Linked DNA regions of Macaca mulatta: regions 2 and 3 are each linked to region 1. Evidence: chromatin contacts called from public Hi-C data. All regions are on one chromosome and are shown on one strand. The core of a region is the stretch at or near the end of the contact, and the rest is flanking DNA. Distances in the headings are between cores, read along the strand shown.

Evidence for each region. A called contact is a pair of places that touch in the nucleus more often than the background predicts.
Region 2: a contact with region 1 is called in a Hi-C map of fetal cortex germinal zone, with 2.3 times the contacts expected there. The contact joins the enhancer-like site here to the promoter of KAT6B in region 1. A contact is called at or near these places in 2 of 14 Hi-C or Micro-C datasets (fetal cortex germinal zone and fetal cortical plate).
Region 3: a Hi-C map of CD4 T cells shows a contact between it and region 1, with 4 times the contacts expected there. The contact joins the enhancer-like site here to the promoter of KAT6B in region 1. A contact is called at or near these places in 5 of 14 Hi-C or Micro-C datasets (CD4 T cells, blood, fetal cortex germinal zone and 2 more).

Annotation. Positions count from the first base shown.
Region 1 is chr9:74,783,702-74,788,796 of T2T-MMU8v2.0, forward strand. KAT6B (lysine acetyltransferase 6B) reads right to left here and starts at 2,301. Exons shown (of 17, transcript XM_077946539.1): 1 at 2,069-2,301.
Region 2 is chr9:75,030,226-75,035,320 of T2T-MMU8v2.0, forward strand. ADK (adenosine kinase) reads right to left here. Exons shown (of 11, transcript NM_001266651.2): 8 at 2,954-2,989. Among named protein-coding and RNA genes, the nearest start is that of KAT6B, 250 kb to the left of the region's middle. Within about 2 kb of position 2,811, at least 23 of the 40 cell types and tissues checked have an H3K27ac peak or open chromatin away from gene starts, as enhancers often do. A contact at or near this core is called in fetal cortex germinal zone and fetal cortical plate, where this site is marked.
Region 3 is chr9:74,597,753-74,602,847 of T2T-MMU8v2.0, forward strand. The region is part of intron 12 of KAT6B (lysine acetyltransferase 6B); the gene reads right to left. Among named protein-coding and RNA genes, the nearest start is that of DUSP29, 59 kb to the left of the region's middle. Within about 2 kb of position 3,114, at least 6 of the 40 cell types and tissues checked have an H3K27ac peak or open chromatin away from gene starts, as enhancers often do. A contact at or near this core is called in CD4 T cells and blood, where this site is marked.

The DNA of each region.
Region 1 (5,095 bases), core at 1,051-3,550:
TCCTCACCCCTGGCACAGTCCACCAAATCACATTCACCCAAAATTACTGTACAGCTCCGCCCACTTTCTTCACACCTGCCACTTTGTCCCACCCCTACCAATCCCTTGTCCCCCGGAGATTTTCTGCTACAGATTTATTCTGCAAGTTCTAAGCAGCCTCTCTCCCTTCCCTTCACATTTAAGTTTGCTCTGCTGTCTTAGCATCATCTTTCAGAAACTCTCCCAAGCATAACCATCCCATCCTTCCACATTTTTAAAAACACTTCATACTCCAAAGCTAGCAAACCTCCTTATTTCAACATGCCGATCCACCCAAATACCTTTCCCATCATTGCAATCGCACCTGCTCCTCACATGCGCCTCAATGCCTCCCCAAACCCAACACTCTCCACCGCTTCAACTCTGCTCCAATCCACCACACCCAAACCCACCTACTCTGCGCCCAGACAACTGCAATCTCGCCTTCGGCATCATCTCACCTGCCCTCACACACCCCTCGGTCCGCCTTCCACTTCTCTCAAATTGCATCCCTCCCTAACTCTCCCTCAGCACCTGTTCTACACCTCCAGCTTCCCCTCCCACCCAACCCTCACTAGTCTTCCTCACACCCTCGCTGGCCCCCACCGCTCCTACCAGTTCACTCCCACTCAGAAATTCCCTCGCAGCCCCCGCCTTCCGACTCCCCGAACCCCGCCCCCACCCGATCCCGCCCCGCCCCCTCCGCCCTCGAGCCCCGCCCCTTGCCCTAGAGGCCCTGCCGAGGGGCGGGGCCTGTCCCTCCTCCCCTTTCCCCCGCCCCCTACCGTCACGCTCAGGGGCAGCCTGACCCCGAGCGGCCCCGCGGTGACCCTCGCGCAGAGGCCTGTGGGAGGGGCGTCGCAAGCCCCTGAATCCCCCCGTCTGTTTCCCCCTCCCGCCCAGTCTCCTCCCCCTGGGAACGCGCGGGGTGGGTGACAGACCTGGCTGCGCGCCACCGCCACCGCGCCTGCCGGGGGCGCTGCCGCTGCCTGAGAAAGAAGCCGCGGCTGCCGCCTGGAGGAGGTGCCGTCGCCTCCGCCACCGCTGCCGCCGCCGCCAGGGGTAGGAGCTAAGCCGCCGCCATTTTGTGTCCCCCTGTTGTTGTCGTTGACATGAATCCGACATGACACTGATTACAGCCCAATGGAGTCTCATTAAACCCGAGCTGCGGCCCCGCCCCGCCGCTGCTCCATTGGAGGAGACCAAAGACACTTAAGGCCACCCGTTGGCCTACGGGTCTGTCCGTCATCCACTCACTAACCACTCTGCAGCCCATTGGGGCAGGTTCCTGCCGGTCATCTCGCTTCCACATAGACACACCCCTCGACCCATCACCCTCCCCCCGGCACCACCCCGGGGGAGGGTCCACTGCCAGTACCAATCAACAGACCGCTGGGTCCGCCTCTTCCGGGCACCTATTGGTCCAGCCTTTTTTCTCTCTCCTAGATACCGCGCCACCTCTACTTCCACCTACCCGCCCCCTCCACCTCTAGGAAAAGATTGGGTCTACTCGCAGCAGGGGAGCTTGGCCTTATTGGCTGCAGACGACGCCAATCAGGAGGCCTTTTCCCTCTCCCCTCCCCCACTCAACCCCAAACCCCCTAGCCCGCAGCTAAAGTTTGTGTGAGAGCTGATCGCTGGCGGCGGCCGCAGGATTTAGGGGTGGGCGCGGGCGGGCGCGCGCGGGCGGGCACGCGAAGTTAAAATTCGAGGTTCTCAGTCGCCAGCTTCTTTGCTGGAGTGCGCGGACGGGCGCGCCGCCCGGAGCGTTCCATCCCGCCCCCTCCTCCACCCTCTCTCCCGTCCCGTCCCGGGCGACTACTCGCCCGCCCCCTGGCTCGCATCCTTCCCCCCCCAACACACCCCTACCCTGCCAGCCCCAGGCCGGGTGCAGGCAGAACGATGTCGCTGCAGCCTCCTCGCCATCCCATGCCGCGGGGGAGCAAGCCCCTACCCACCGGGCGTGCACCCCCCGGCTCCACACTCGCCCGTGTCTGCAAGCACGTGCACCGTTCGCCGCTGCCTCCGGCCACCCCGGTCCCCGGCTAACCTCGCCTGCAGCCCGGCCAATCGCTCGCTGCCCTTTGTTGCTGCAGCCTGGGTCTCCCTGCTGCCTTCCTCAGCCTCCGCCTCGTCCTTTGCCAGCCGCCCGGGTCCGCAGCGCCGCGCTCCCCCCGCCCGGGACCCACCGCCGCCGCCTCCTTCTCCTCCTCCGCCTCCTCCTCCTCGGCTCCGGGCTGCAGCGCACAGAGCCCGAGGCAGCGCCGCCCAGCCCCGCTCCCCCCGCGCCGCCCGCCAGCCCGCCCGGCCTGGCCGGGGGCGCAGCCCGGACCCCGCCCGCCCCAGTCTCCGCCCCGGGGGTACCTGCCTCCGCCCCGGGGGGCTCCTCTCGCCGCCCTCGGGGGTGGGCGGGGACGCTGGTGTCCGCGGGAGGATGGGGACGCCTGGGCCGTTTGGGGCGGGGAGTGTGCCCGCCGGGGCTGGGACTGAGGTGCGGTCCTCGCCAACGCGCCCCCCCTCCCGTCGCTATGGGCCCCAAACTTCGTCCTTTGCCCAGGCTTTGCGCCCTCGGGCGATCGCGGCAGTTTTGGGGTGGGGGACGCCTGAAGAGCTGTGTCTACCCTGATCGGGAGGAAGAGGGAGCAGTGACATTCAGCGACTGCGGACAGGGCACGGCGGCGGCATCCTTGGGTGGGAGTGGGGATGTCAGATGCGGGCTGGAGGGGGAAGCTGCCCCCCAGGATGCCCTCTCCCTGCCTGCGAGTAGCTGACGAGCTCAGCCGCGTTCTGGGTGCTTTCTTGGGCGGTGCAGACGGATGGCAGAGGGGCTGAGGCGGGAGGGGGGCGGGGAAGACCGCTGGGGGGCCCTTCCCCCCTCTCTTTTAGTCAGCGCTCTAAGGAAGGCTGATGGCGAAGTTCGGTTTTCCAGGCTTCCCCTGGGCCCCCCGAGTTCCTGAGGCCCACTTGAGGGAGACTGGGGGCTTCTCTGGCCGCCCAGGCGAGGCCACTCTGACGCTGCCCACATGCCTCCCAGAGCTCTCTGGACTCTGAAGAGAGCGCCCCTGATTCTTTCCGGAGGTGAATGGGATGCTGGCAAGGGAGACTTAAGAAAATAGGAAAGGTGGGCTGAGCAATGGCTCCTAGAGAGTTTGAGCACGAAGTTTCCCTCCCAGGCGCCATTTCTTTGAGAGGGGGAGGAGAACTATGGCTTTGCAAAAGAACCAAGTTTCAGGCATGGTGGCCTGGGTGGAAAACCACCTGTTGCCTGAAGTCTGTCCCTGGAGTCAGGGCCATCTTGGGCCCGGGCATGGCGATGCAGGGTGCCAGGGAGGGGAGGCCCCAGGCTTCCTGCCCTGGTTGACTCCTGCAGCCTCACGCCACTGACACTGCAGTGGCATCTTCACCTCCCCATTAGAAACCACTGTACAACTAGGTGGGTACTTTGTTAGGACAACTTATCTTCGTCCTTATCTCAGACAAAACAAGCAGCACACGCAGCCCTGTCTTCAAATGCAGACCACAACACACACTTCATTTTTTAAAAATGGTCTGCTGCTTTGGGGTGTGAGCTCCCTCTCCTGTGCTTCTTGGCAGCAAGGTGAGAAAGGAACTTAGACAAAGGGCACAGAGTTGGATGAAAGGATAGAGAAAGGGCGAGGGGGAGCAGAAGAGTTGTAATACTACACTGCAAACTGTCACTGGTTCCATTATAAACCGTTTTTATAGGTGTTTTATTACTTGGTTGTTAGTTTTTAAAACACAAACCTCTTTAGATTAAATCTTGGCATTCACAGGCTCAGCCCAGGGAAACAAAACACAGAAAACTCCGGCCATCCGCTTGGCTACTTTTGAGTTACATTACTGATAAAACAAACAGCAGGTTGGGTTTCCTCAGACTCTGTCCCAGCCTCTTTTATTTAGTATCTTCAGTAGCTTGCTCAAGGTGAATTTTTAAAGACCATTAGTTAGTTCGTAATTCAGTCTAGTTCATTTAGGTGTTTCGAAGAGAAGGACACTTAGAAGATGTGCTTTTTTATAATGCAGGTGCTGGGATTTTTATTCTCCAAGAAGTTACTAAATAAACTTAAGAATCCTGGCCCACTCTTTATTTAGGCTTTCTGTTCTTTTTTCTTTTTTTTTCCTTATGATCTGCCCAGATGCACTTTATTTTGTAAATTACATTTGTGACCCTCAGACTGCATTTTATCTCAAGCAATAAAAATAAACCATGCCTTAATTAAAAACAAGTTTGAAAACCCCAAATCTGTACACTCAAACTAAAGTACGTTAAAAGAAGCAGCTAAAGACAATAAAAGCCAAAAAGTTCACGTTTAAGATGCCTTCAGCCAATGAATTGTGGGTGATTTGTGAGCACCCAACACTCATTATCACTAATGTATTATTCTACAAGGATCTCCAGTGCATCAAGAAGTGAAGAGACACCTCAGAGAGAAATGAGTTATGTTTGCCTAAACTTGTGCTCTTGTAACCCCAGGAGCTCAGGAATACAGAAAGGAGAAATGTCTTCATTCAACATCTTGATATGTTTCTTGAGATTCAGTTACTAGCAAGTATAGTTCTGTAACGGGGGTGTGGCAAGGAATTCGTAGCTTTCCCATTGATACTCCCTTCTAGAGTTACTTGTCCTTTGAGAAATCTGGCTCTTCAGATAAGTGAGACTGGAAAGGATAATAAGAGACACAGCCAGAGATATTTAATGCTTACTCCTAAACCGCTCTCTTATCTGTGGTATCTCAGGTCCTCTGCTGAGCTAAATAGCTCAATTAAGAAATTAACCTAGAAATAGCCTGAATTGAAAACTAAGCATGGTGCAAATTTTGCAAGCCTACTGGGCTGGAAGATTATGAATGGAGACGCTTATCTGACCTGTCCCCCACCACCCCAAAACAGCTGCCAACCACCACCACAGACCAGAACCACTGACGAGTTATGCTGCTCCATGCAATCTACAGATCACTGGAATCAGAATGATCTGGGAATGAGTGTTTGAAAGACAGGTTCCTTGGCCCAACCCCAGAGATTCTGATTCAGTAAGTCTGAAGCGAGTCTCCCGAAA
Region 2 (5,095 bases), core at 1,561-4,060, 250 kb after region 1:
TAAAACTTTTTACCCCAAGAATTGTCATTTTAAATTCTTAGCAGGTCTGTCATTTAAATCAGGCACTATGCAATTTTCCATCACCTATATATATATATATATAAAATCCTCTCTCTTCTGCTTTGTGTTCTGCCCAGCTCCAGTTTTTATCTCATTCTCTAGTGCCCTCCTAAGCTGCTGCTTCTAACTGAAAATTACCCACTTCAGTTTAAAGATTTTTTTAAAAATAAAGATTATTTAAAATTTGCAGAGAAGCTAACCAGAATAATAATAAATAAATAAAAAAAAACAATGCCAGTGAGAATATTTCCTGATGAATAAACACTGGTTATTTTAAGATGCGCTTGGATTGGTCTGTCAGCAGCCAGATCACTAGTGGCAATACTCAGTGGCTTTTGGAACTGATTGGGATTTATAGTAGAAAATGAGGGTAGGACAACGGCACTGATGGAAGGAAAAAACACTCACCTTTCCTTTCTTTTAATCTTTTCACTTCTTTCTTCTCATTCATGCTCCAAATTTAGAGTCAAAATTAAAGTTAGGAGGGATAAACTGTAGATTTTTGTCTAGTTTGTCATACTAGCCAAGAGTATTAATGCATTTTCACACAGAAAACTATTAAGATAAAGTGATTTACTTTTGTTTTATTCCTTAAGAATACCACGTTTCAAACCTATGCTTTCCCATTTCTGTCTAATGGCCTGGGAAACTTTAGTGACATTATAAAATCATTGAATTTCTCTAGATAGTGTTCCATACATGGATTACATTTGATTAAAAATACCTATTTGAGGGTACCCTGCTCATGGTTCAAATATATTCTGCAATGCTTGTGATGGTTTTGGGAATCTATGAAGAGACACATCAAGACACTATGTGCTTTATTTAATCTAACATATCACTGTCAATATCACTGACAGAGCAGTTTTGCTATGTCAGGAGGTAATAAGGTATGTGATTATAATCATTATCATTTTGCTTATATGCTGTAATCAATTATGGCAGATTTATGGCAAAAACAATTCTAGAATCAGTAAGTAAGAACTAATGGAAAGGTTAATACAGTGCTAGTTAGTAGAAAATAGAAAAAGTAGTTTGTTTCTATGACTGAATGTAAACCAGGCATATGAAAAGCAAGTAGCTCAAGGGGGAAATAAAAGTATTAATCAGGCTTAATAAACTATTTTTTAAAAACTGCTATGTAGACACTACAGGATCATGATTATTTGTTACACAAGTTATATTTCTAAGTATCTACAAAATTGGTTATTTTATAGAACCAAAAATACATTTTTTATGGTAATACAGTAAACTGACAGGATACAAATGTATATTCTGAAAGTTTTTTCTATGGGGAATTCTGATGTATCAACATATAATATAATTTTTTAAATATTAAAACTTAAAATAAATAAAACTTTAAAAAACTCCTGAAAAGTTTTATTTATATTCTTATGATCAAAACATTTGACTTTTTAATTGAATATTCCCGTGATTACATTTTGTTCTACATATAATTACCATTTTGGGAAATTAAAACGTGAAACTTAAATTAGAAAAAAACCCACCACTTGGAAATCCTTTTTCTGTATGTGACTTAACCCTAGATTTACTATAATATGGTAAAGCACAAAAGAGCAAACTTGTAAGAAACTATCGCAGTTCCTAATAATTGAATACTGAGAAGCAAAGTTTTCCTATTCTGGAGTAGTTCTTTTATAGGGTCTTTCAAATGGAGTGTCTGTATCACATGTTCCTTGCCTTCCTCTATGAAGGGGAAGCTCTATGTCTGGTTTGTCAAGTCTGATGACATGAATAACATGCACATGTATTACTTTGTTGCTTGATAATCTGCCTTTACTACATTTAAACAAGAGTTTCACAAACTCACATAATATCTTTCTCTAGAGTTCAAAGTGAGCTTACTAGTCCTTACCAATACTATCCAATCACCACTCACCTCTTCCCTACTTGATAGACAATACTGAATAAGCAAATAAAAAGAAAGTTCCTACATTTCGGCTGTGGTTAGATTAAATTTTTAAAAATTACTACCCTGAAACATTTTAAGTTGCTGTAAGAACACAGCATTCTACATAGTTCACTCAATAAATATCATACTCATAAAAGACTCCAACTTAGTTAATTCTCTGTCAGTTAACCTGGGTTCATATTAGTCAGTGTTTTCTAACAATCAGTTGGAAGAGGGGTATTATACAGATAAAAAACATGGTTATCTCAATTTTGCCAACAACGACCACATGGAGTTTTGAATCTTGACAGGATAATACTTGTATCAGGAAAACAGAATTAGGACCTAGACATTAAATCCAATTATTGATATTTTATTTCAGAAAATGTGTGTATATTTTATGCTACCTCCCTCTCCCCAGAAAAAAAGAGGGAGAGAGAAGAAAAGATAGGTTCAAACAGTAAGTTTATAAAAGCAGGATTTAAATTAATCAGTTCCTAACAACTGTTAAGTACAACCTTTTAGAAATTAATTTGCATAATGATAATCTACATGTGATGGGGCTGAAATTATTTAAATGACATTATATTTCATTATTTGGTCTTGTTCCACCACTGCTTTAGCAGTGAATCCTTATGAAATGTAATGCAGCTAATGAGGTAGCTTTTTAACTGAACAAACTGACAGGCCCCGTATCTGCAGAGGCAGCTTGAAACCGTGCCCAACCTCTTGGCTTCCCAAGAGGCTTTTCAAAATTCAATAAATAACATCTGTAGGCGATGTTGGGTGCAGACCTAGCAGAGTGCGTCATAACACTGTGCTGGCAGAACAAAGAAACCATGACGACTGCCAAGTTTCCATGGCAACTGCTGCGAGGCTCTGAGAGTATAATAGCACATCAATCACTGTCCAAAAGAACTTCATTATCAGCTAGAAAAAACCTTTAGGATCTGTTTAGTGTGCAATTGTGGGTTAACTCACCTCAAAGCCTTGCTCTCTAGCAAAAGTGGCAGCTTCCTGAAATAAAAAAAAAAAGAACAGTTAATTATAAAGTGCTCGGTAATGAAGAAATAATCCATTTTTTGAAACTCATTCAGTCTTCTTTTTTATACAATTATCTCAATATACCCACATAGTTCAATTTTTATTCTTACAGCAATAAAGATTTCTTTTTTCCCTTGGAATAATAATAATAATAAAAAGGCAGCCTAATGTCAACACACTTCACAAGTTGGAATAAAGAAGATGTAGTACATGTTTTTACTGTAGCTGCCACAGTGAGTTCAGGTGTTCTGACCTCAGCAAAGAAAGACAATCCAAGGAATACGCTGGTGGTTGTGTTTTTAATTAAAACAATACCTCTCAAAAAGCTCTTATGTAGAGAAGAATGCCTGCTAATAAATGTATAAATTCAGAAAAATCATCTTTTTGCAATCCTCATAATGAAACTTACGCAGGCAAGGATCCTCAGTAGATGTTAAATTCATTGGGTAAAAAGGATGATAGAAAACTGGGTATTTCCATGGAATCAAAGTATCTCAGATTTTATGCTGGTCACGGGAGCAAAGCATAACTTTATAATGGAAGGATCAAGCTGTCATCACTTTAACCCAGTGATCGATGCTATCACTTATCATCACTAATAGTGGGATCACCAAATATTCTTTGCCTTCTGTTATGATGCGGTGTGAAGTTCACAGCATCACCTATAAAGTATTCTGACTTAAATACTTAAACATGAATTAATCAAAACCTTAGTCCAGTAACTTGCAGCCTATAAGAAATACAGAGGATAGGGGAACAAGTTAAAGTATATACAGAAAAAGCAATTGAAAAAATTTCTAGGGTAGGATATTCTGCAGGACAACTAGCTTAATGTTTTTAACAAGTCAATGTAATGATAAAGGAGAAAAGGGAAAATGACCAAGAACAATGTATAAACCTTAATTGGTTTATACAAACTAGCTACAAATGATATTTTTGGGACAAGGGGAGAAATCTGAATCTGAAATGGAAATTAGATAATATTAGGAATTATCAGGTTGATTTTAAAAGTCCTTAATTCTTAAGATGAATCCTGAGGTATTTAGGAATGAAATGTCATGATATATGTAATTTATTTTAGAATACTGCAGACAAAAATTAAAGTGAAGCAAAAGTGACAAAATGTTAACAAGTGTTAAATCTAGGTGTATGTGCTATGTAGGGGTTCAATGTCTCCTTTTTTGTTAGAATTTTTTTATAATAAACAGTCCAAAAATCCTCTTTAATATAAGATGACAGGGTAACAATAGTTGAGCATTAAAAATTCATATGGTTAAAAAATTTTAGTACACGAAGTTCTTCTAGATTTTAAATATCTCAAGGACACCATCTGATGATTATTATATACCCTAAGGCTCTTATAACAGGTTACTGAATGACAAAAATACATATGTGTAATGAAATCCTTTCCTTTTCTTTACTCTTTGTGCATATACTTTAATTTTGGGACTGATAGAAAGGGAGGCAATATTACTTTTCAACTCTACTTCCCTCTTGAAAAAAAAAAAAACTGCAGACAACTGTCAAGAGTCTCTACATCTTAACTTACATTCTTCCAAAATTATCTTTGCCAAGAGATATTAATAGAAGGATGGGATTTGAGCCTGAGTAGTGAGCAGATCCAACTCAACTAAAACGACTGCAGCATCAAGCCATGTAAGGCAGAAAGTATAGTCAGTGTCTTCAGCAGAAATTTGGGAAGACATTGGGAAAAAAATACATGTATGCACCTATGGTCCAATGTACTGATAACCTATAGGTTAGAGAACCATTTTGAGGATTTAGAAAGGTCAAAATGTATGATTACAGCTAAACACTGAAGTCAACAGAAAGTGTTAAGCTGAAAGTACAACTCCTTACGCTATTTACTAGAGAAACATAAGCCTGACCAAGTTAGCCTTAGTTCATGTAGACAAAAATAAGCAAATAAATATTGATCTTGACAACTGGTCAATTTGTGCAAGCAAGGTTAGAGCTTTGTACATCACATAGTCAATAACATTTGCTGGCTGCGATATCAAGGAATAGGATAAGGTTCAGAAGCTATTGATGTAGTGCTTCCCAAGCTGTCACTCTGAA
Region 3 (5,095 bases), core at 1,864-4,363, 190 kb before region 1:
TCACTACTCTGACCCTCATAACATGCGATGTTTTAAAAAAGGAATTTCTTGCCACCTTTTATTTCTTTGTACTTTTATTTTTTTGAGACAGAGGCTTGGTCTGTTGCCCAGGCTGGAGTGCAATGGTGCGATTTGGGCTCACAGCAACCTCCACTTCCCAGGTTCAAGCGATTCTCCTGCCTCAGCCACCAGGCCTGGCTAATTTTTGCATTTTTAATAGAGACAGGGTTTCACCGTGTTGGCTAGGCTGGTCTTGAACTGCTGACCTCAATCCCTCAAGTGGTGGGATTACAGGTGTGAGCCACTGTGCCTGGCCTCTATTTTCTCTAGGCTTTTCACAACATAATTACAATATAGCTTATTTAAAGAATAATTTTTGGTAAGAACATTTTACTTATTGAGTAATCATAGAGATGTGGTGGTTTAAGTTACAGCTCTTAAATTTAACTTACCAAAAGGATTCCAAATAATTGATCTAAGATGCAGGGAAATAAAAAGCACTTATCTTGGCCAGGTGCGGTGGCTCACGCCTGTAATCCCAGCACTTTGGGAGGCTGAGGTGGGCAGATCACCTGAGGTCAGGAGTTCGAGACCAGCCTGACCAACATGGAGAAACCCTGTCTCTACTAAAAACACAAAATTAGCCGGGCATGGTGGCGCATGCCTGTAATCCCAGCTACTCAGGAGGCTGAGGCAGGTGAATCACTTGAACCCGGGAGGCGGAGGTTGCAGTGAGCCGAGATCACGCCATTGCACTCCAGCCTGGGCAACAAGAGTGAAACTCCGTCTCAAAAAAAAAAAAAAGGCACTTATCTTGGAAGCTGGTGTATTATCCTGAAGCATCTGAAACAAGTACAATATACCCCTGACGAACAGATTCCCATGGTGCTTTAACACTTCTCCTTAACTCGGGATACTTTCAATCAGAAAACCTCAGCTCTCCCTGGAGAAACCTGGCTGTTTCAGATGGAAAACAAAGTGATGTTTGGAGGACAAATCCCAGTAGCTGCAGTATAATTAATCGCTGGTGAAATTATTCCCTTGAACTTGTCTGTGAGCCAGAGGTGCTGGTGAACAGCACCTACACTGTGAGTGGGAGCCTTGTAATTGAAAACGGGGTAGCCCATAAACCCCTCATCCACATCAACTATCTTGATCATAGCAAAAGCTGGCTTCCTCTTTTGCTTTACTGGAATTACTTATCCTGGGGAAAGTGACATCTGAGTTGCAGTATACAGGCCACATAATCAATTCAAAAGATTATCAAGATGTCTGCTTAAAGGGAAAGGAAGAACAGTGCAACTTCTGTCTATAAAAAGTAAGCATTTCTAAGCTGTACTGCATGGAACCCAAGTGTGCCTCACCTCTGTTAAGGCTGAACTACTTGTAGTAAGACAATCAAATCTCATGTTAACTAGCCCTGATTCCCTGGAGTTTGAAACAGTTAACTTTCCCCCAGGGGGAGAAAATCAAAGTGGTAGAGAGTTACCTCATGTAGACGGATCTATTAGGATAAGGAAGGAACTATCTAGACAAGGTCAAGATTTGTTTTTGCAGACCCAAATACCCAAATTAAATTTAATTCCCAGCATAATAACTGTAATGTTAACGTTCACTGAAAATGAAAATTCCTTCCCTTTAAACTAGTGGTATTCAAGGGTGTAAATGGACCATAGTAGAATCGTGTTCTCAGGGAAGGGCATGGATAGGGACAGGGATCTCCCCTGACAGGGGCAGACACCCTCACCCCTGCACACCTCCATCTTCCACTACCTGGGACCAAACCATATGAACCTCCTCAAACACCAAAGTGTAAACTTTGGCAACCTACTCACTCCCAACTTCCATCTGTCTGGATTATGTGAGTTTGGGGTCACCAGCTGCTTTTAGGGGATGATAATCTTTGAGGATTACACACTTTTCATCAGACACCTGTTTAGTTCAGCAAATCCTGCTGAAAGGTCTGTATCAGTCGACAGCACTGGGTTTGCAAGCCTGGGAACAGACACCAGGCCAGGGATTTATGGCAGCTTTTGAGCACAGGAAATCTGATGACTCTAACCAAGTTATCTCATGCTTGGAGATGGCAATTCACTGGTCTGTACGCTCATCTGTTCCTGGTTTCTGGTGCAGAGCAGCACTGTGACCAAGTGGATGAATGGCATGTTATCAGTTTAAATAATGATAAATGAACCTGACAGCCTATTTATATCTCCTCGTTTAAATTTTGTGGTGATTTTGCAATTAGTGCAGAGGAAGCTGAACCTTAGTCCTCACAGCATTTTAAGAGAACAGCCGTGCTCTAAATGACCTGTGACCTGCCTGATATCTTACTGCTTTCCACTTATTAAAAGATACAGGTGCCTTCTTGGCAAAGATGGAAATTTTGAATTTTTCAGATATTTTACATTTTAAGAGATTGGTGTTGAAACTGTGGAAGTTTAAGAACTCTCTCCTGGCCGGGCGCGGTGGCTCAAGCCTGTAATCCCAGCACTTTGGGAGGCCGAGACGGGCGGATCACGAGGTCAGGAGATCGAGACCATCCTGGCGAATATGGTGAAACCCCGTCTCTACTAAAAAACACAAAAAACTAGCCGGGCGAGGTGGCAGGCGCCTGTAGTCCCAGCTACTCGGGAGGCTGAGGCAGGAGAATGGCGTAAACCCGGGAGGCGGAGCTTGCAGTGAGCTGAGATCCGGCCACTGCACTCCAGCCTGGGCGACAGAGCCAGACTCCATCTCAAAAAAAAAAAAAAAAAAAAAAAGAACTCTCTCCTGTAAGTCCTATGGGCATGACGTCATTATATAAGAACTTGAATAAATGCTGCTTATCAAGATCTCAGTGTGGAGACCTGTGGCATCAACATCACCTGACAACTTGCTAGAACTTTAAATTCTCAGAACCTATCTCAGACCTGCTGAATCAGAATCTTTGGTGGGGAGAGGCAGAGCCCAGCATCTGTGCTTTCAGAAATCCCCCAAGTGATTCTGATGTACCCAAGTTTGAAAACCACTGCTAGAAACCTGCTCTGAAGCTGCTGGCTTTGATGAGGGTGTGGCCACTGAAGAGAGTATGTATGACTGAAGAGTCTCAAATAGGTGAGACCTCACTCAGCTCCTTGGATGGCAGATAACTGGAGAATGGACTCGCCAAAGCCCCACCAAACTGAAATTTGGCTAGAGGTCACTGAGTTGCCAAATCGCTTTGTGCAGACGTTCTATGCCTCTGCTTAACAGCACGGACTCCGGTTCAGTAGGTCTGGGGTGCGGCTTGAGATTCTGCACGTCTAACAACTTCCTGTGGCATGGACCACACTTGAATAGCAATGGTTTATACTTTAAATCGGTGGTTTTCAAACGCTTTGGTCTCAGGACTCAAAGAGCTTTTGCTTATAAGGGCTCTATCTATTGATTTTACTGAGAAATTTGATAAATATTAATTTAGTTAAAAGATAACAATAAACCTATTATGTAACATTTTTTAAATGAAAAAATACCCTACACTTTCTAAAATATAAATAAAATTTATAGTGAATAAGAGTGGCATTATTTCACGTTTTGCAAATTTCTTTAACTTCTGGCTTAAGAGAAGCCAGTCAGATTCTCTCTTTCTCCCTTTTTCTCTATTTTGTTCTTTCTTTTTCTTTTTCAAGAAGACAGGGTCTCCCCATGTTGCCCAGGCTGGTCTCAAACTCCCAGGCTCAAGCGATCCTCCCACCTCAGTCTCCCAAAGTGCTGGGATTACAGGCGTGAGCCACCACACCCGGCTTGCTAGATTTCATAGATTGCTTTGGTATTGAATCTGTTGTGATACCACAGGTCATGACATTCTGGAAAACTCTTCTGTATACTCATGAAAAAATGAAAGGAAAAAGGAAAAAGAGTATCCTAGTACTACTAGGAAAATAGTTATGACGTTGTAGACTCACTGAACCATACTTTGAGACCATGTACATTAAACAAAGATGAGAATTTTTTGAAGTTGGGCAACAGGGCACTGGTATTTAAAAACAATATGTCATATATTGCATACAACATGACAGATCGTGAAAGGCTCTATGGGTGGGTGAACAGCATGGGCTCTGGAGCCAGACTGCCCAGAATGGAATCTGGGGTCCACCATGTACCAGCTGTGTGACCTGGGGGATTTTATTTAACCTCTCTGTGCTTCAGATCTCTCATCCATATGATGTGAATAATAATTGTACCTAACTCTTACAGTTCTGGTAAGGATTGAGTTAATATGAAGCATGCAGAACAGTGCTTGACACATTACAGTAATCCTAATAAGTGTTAGCTATGATTATTATTCAACATATTGAATGAATCAACTCTCAAGGTGATCATTTGGGTAACTAAATATCCTTAAGGTAGGGGAAATAAATAAAATTTGGACAGAAGGAAAGCAACAGAGACAGACTGCTCTATAGAATCAGATTGAGAAAAGCTAACTTTCTTTTCCTACTTTTGTCTGAGGAACCTGAAAACCATTCCATGGACTCAGACAGAAGCTCTCCTCTCATCCCACCCTTCCTTCCTCTCCCCTCCCCCCAGCTAACCACCCAGATACAAATTGAATTAAAGAAAGAGGCCACGAAAAAAAATTCTGCCTCAGGAGTGGTCTTAAGAAATGGCAACAAAGTTCCCAGCAAACACAGTTCTGTGTCCCCAAATTCCCTTTGGCCCCTTAGTCCTTAACTTCAAGGACTATCCTTAGGAAATGGCAAGCCCATGCTACCACAGAAACAATGACTGGTAAGGGCTTCCGCAGAGCCCAGGGACAGTCCCGAGACAGATGAAAGACTCAAATATTTTACAAGACTCAAGTGTGTCTCTGGAAAAATGGCCTGACCCAGTGAAACCCTGAGCATGGAGACAGCGTGTCTTTGGGGAAGGAGGCTGGCTGCCCTGGGTCACATTCCAGCCTGTTACTCTAAGCCCCTCTCTTAGATCTCTCTTCTCTGGGATCCCACAAGCTCCTCAGCAGACCTCCAGCGCTAAGCTCTTCCCCAAGGGGCCACTGATTTTTCTTACTGAATGTCCCTACCCCTCCAAGTCCATTCCAGGGCGGAATGGTCTTCCTTCAACCTCCGCAGTG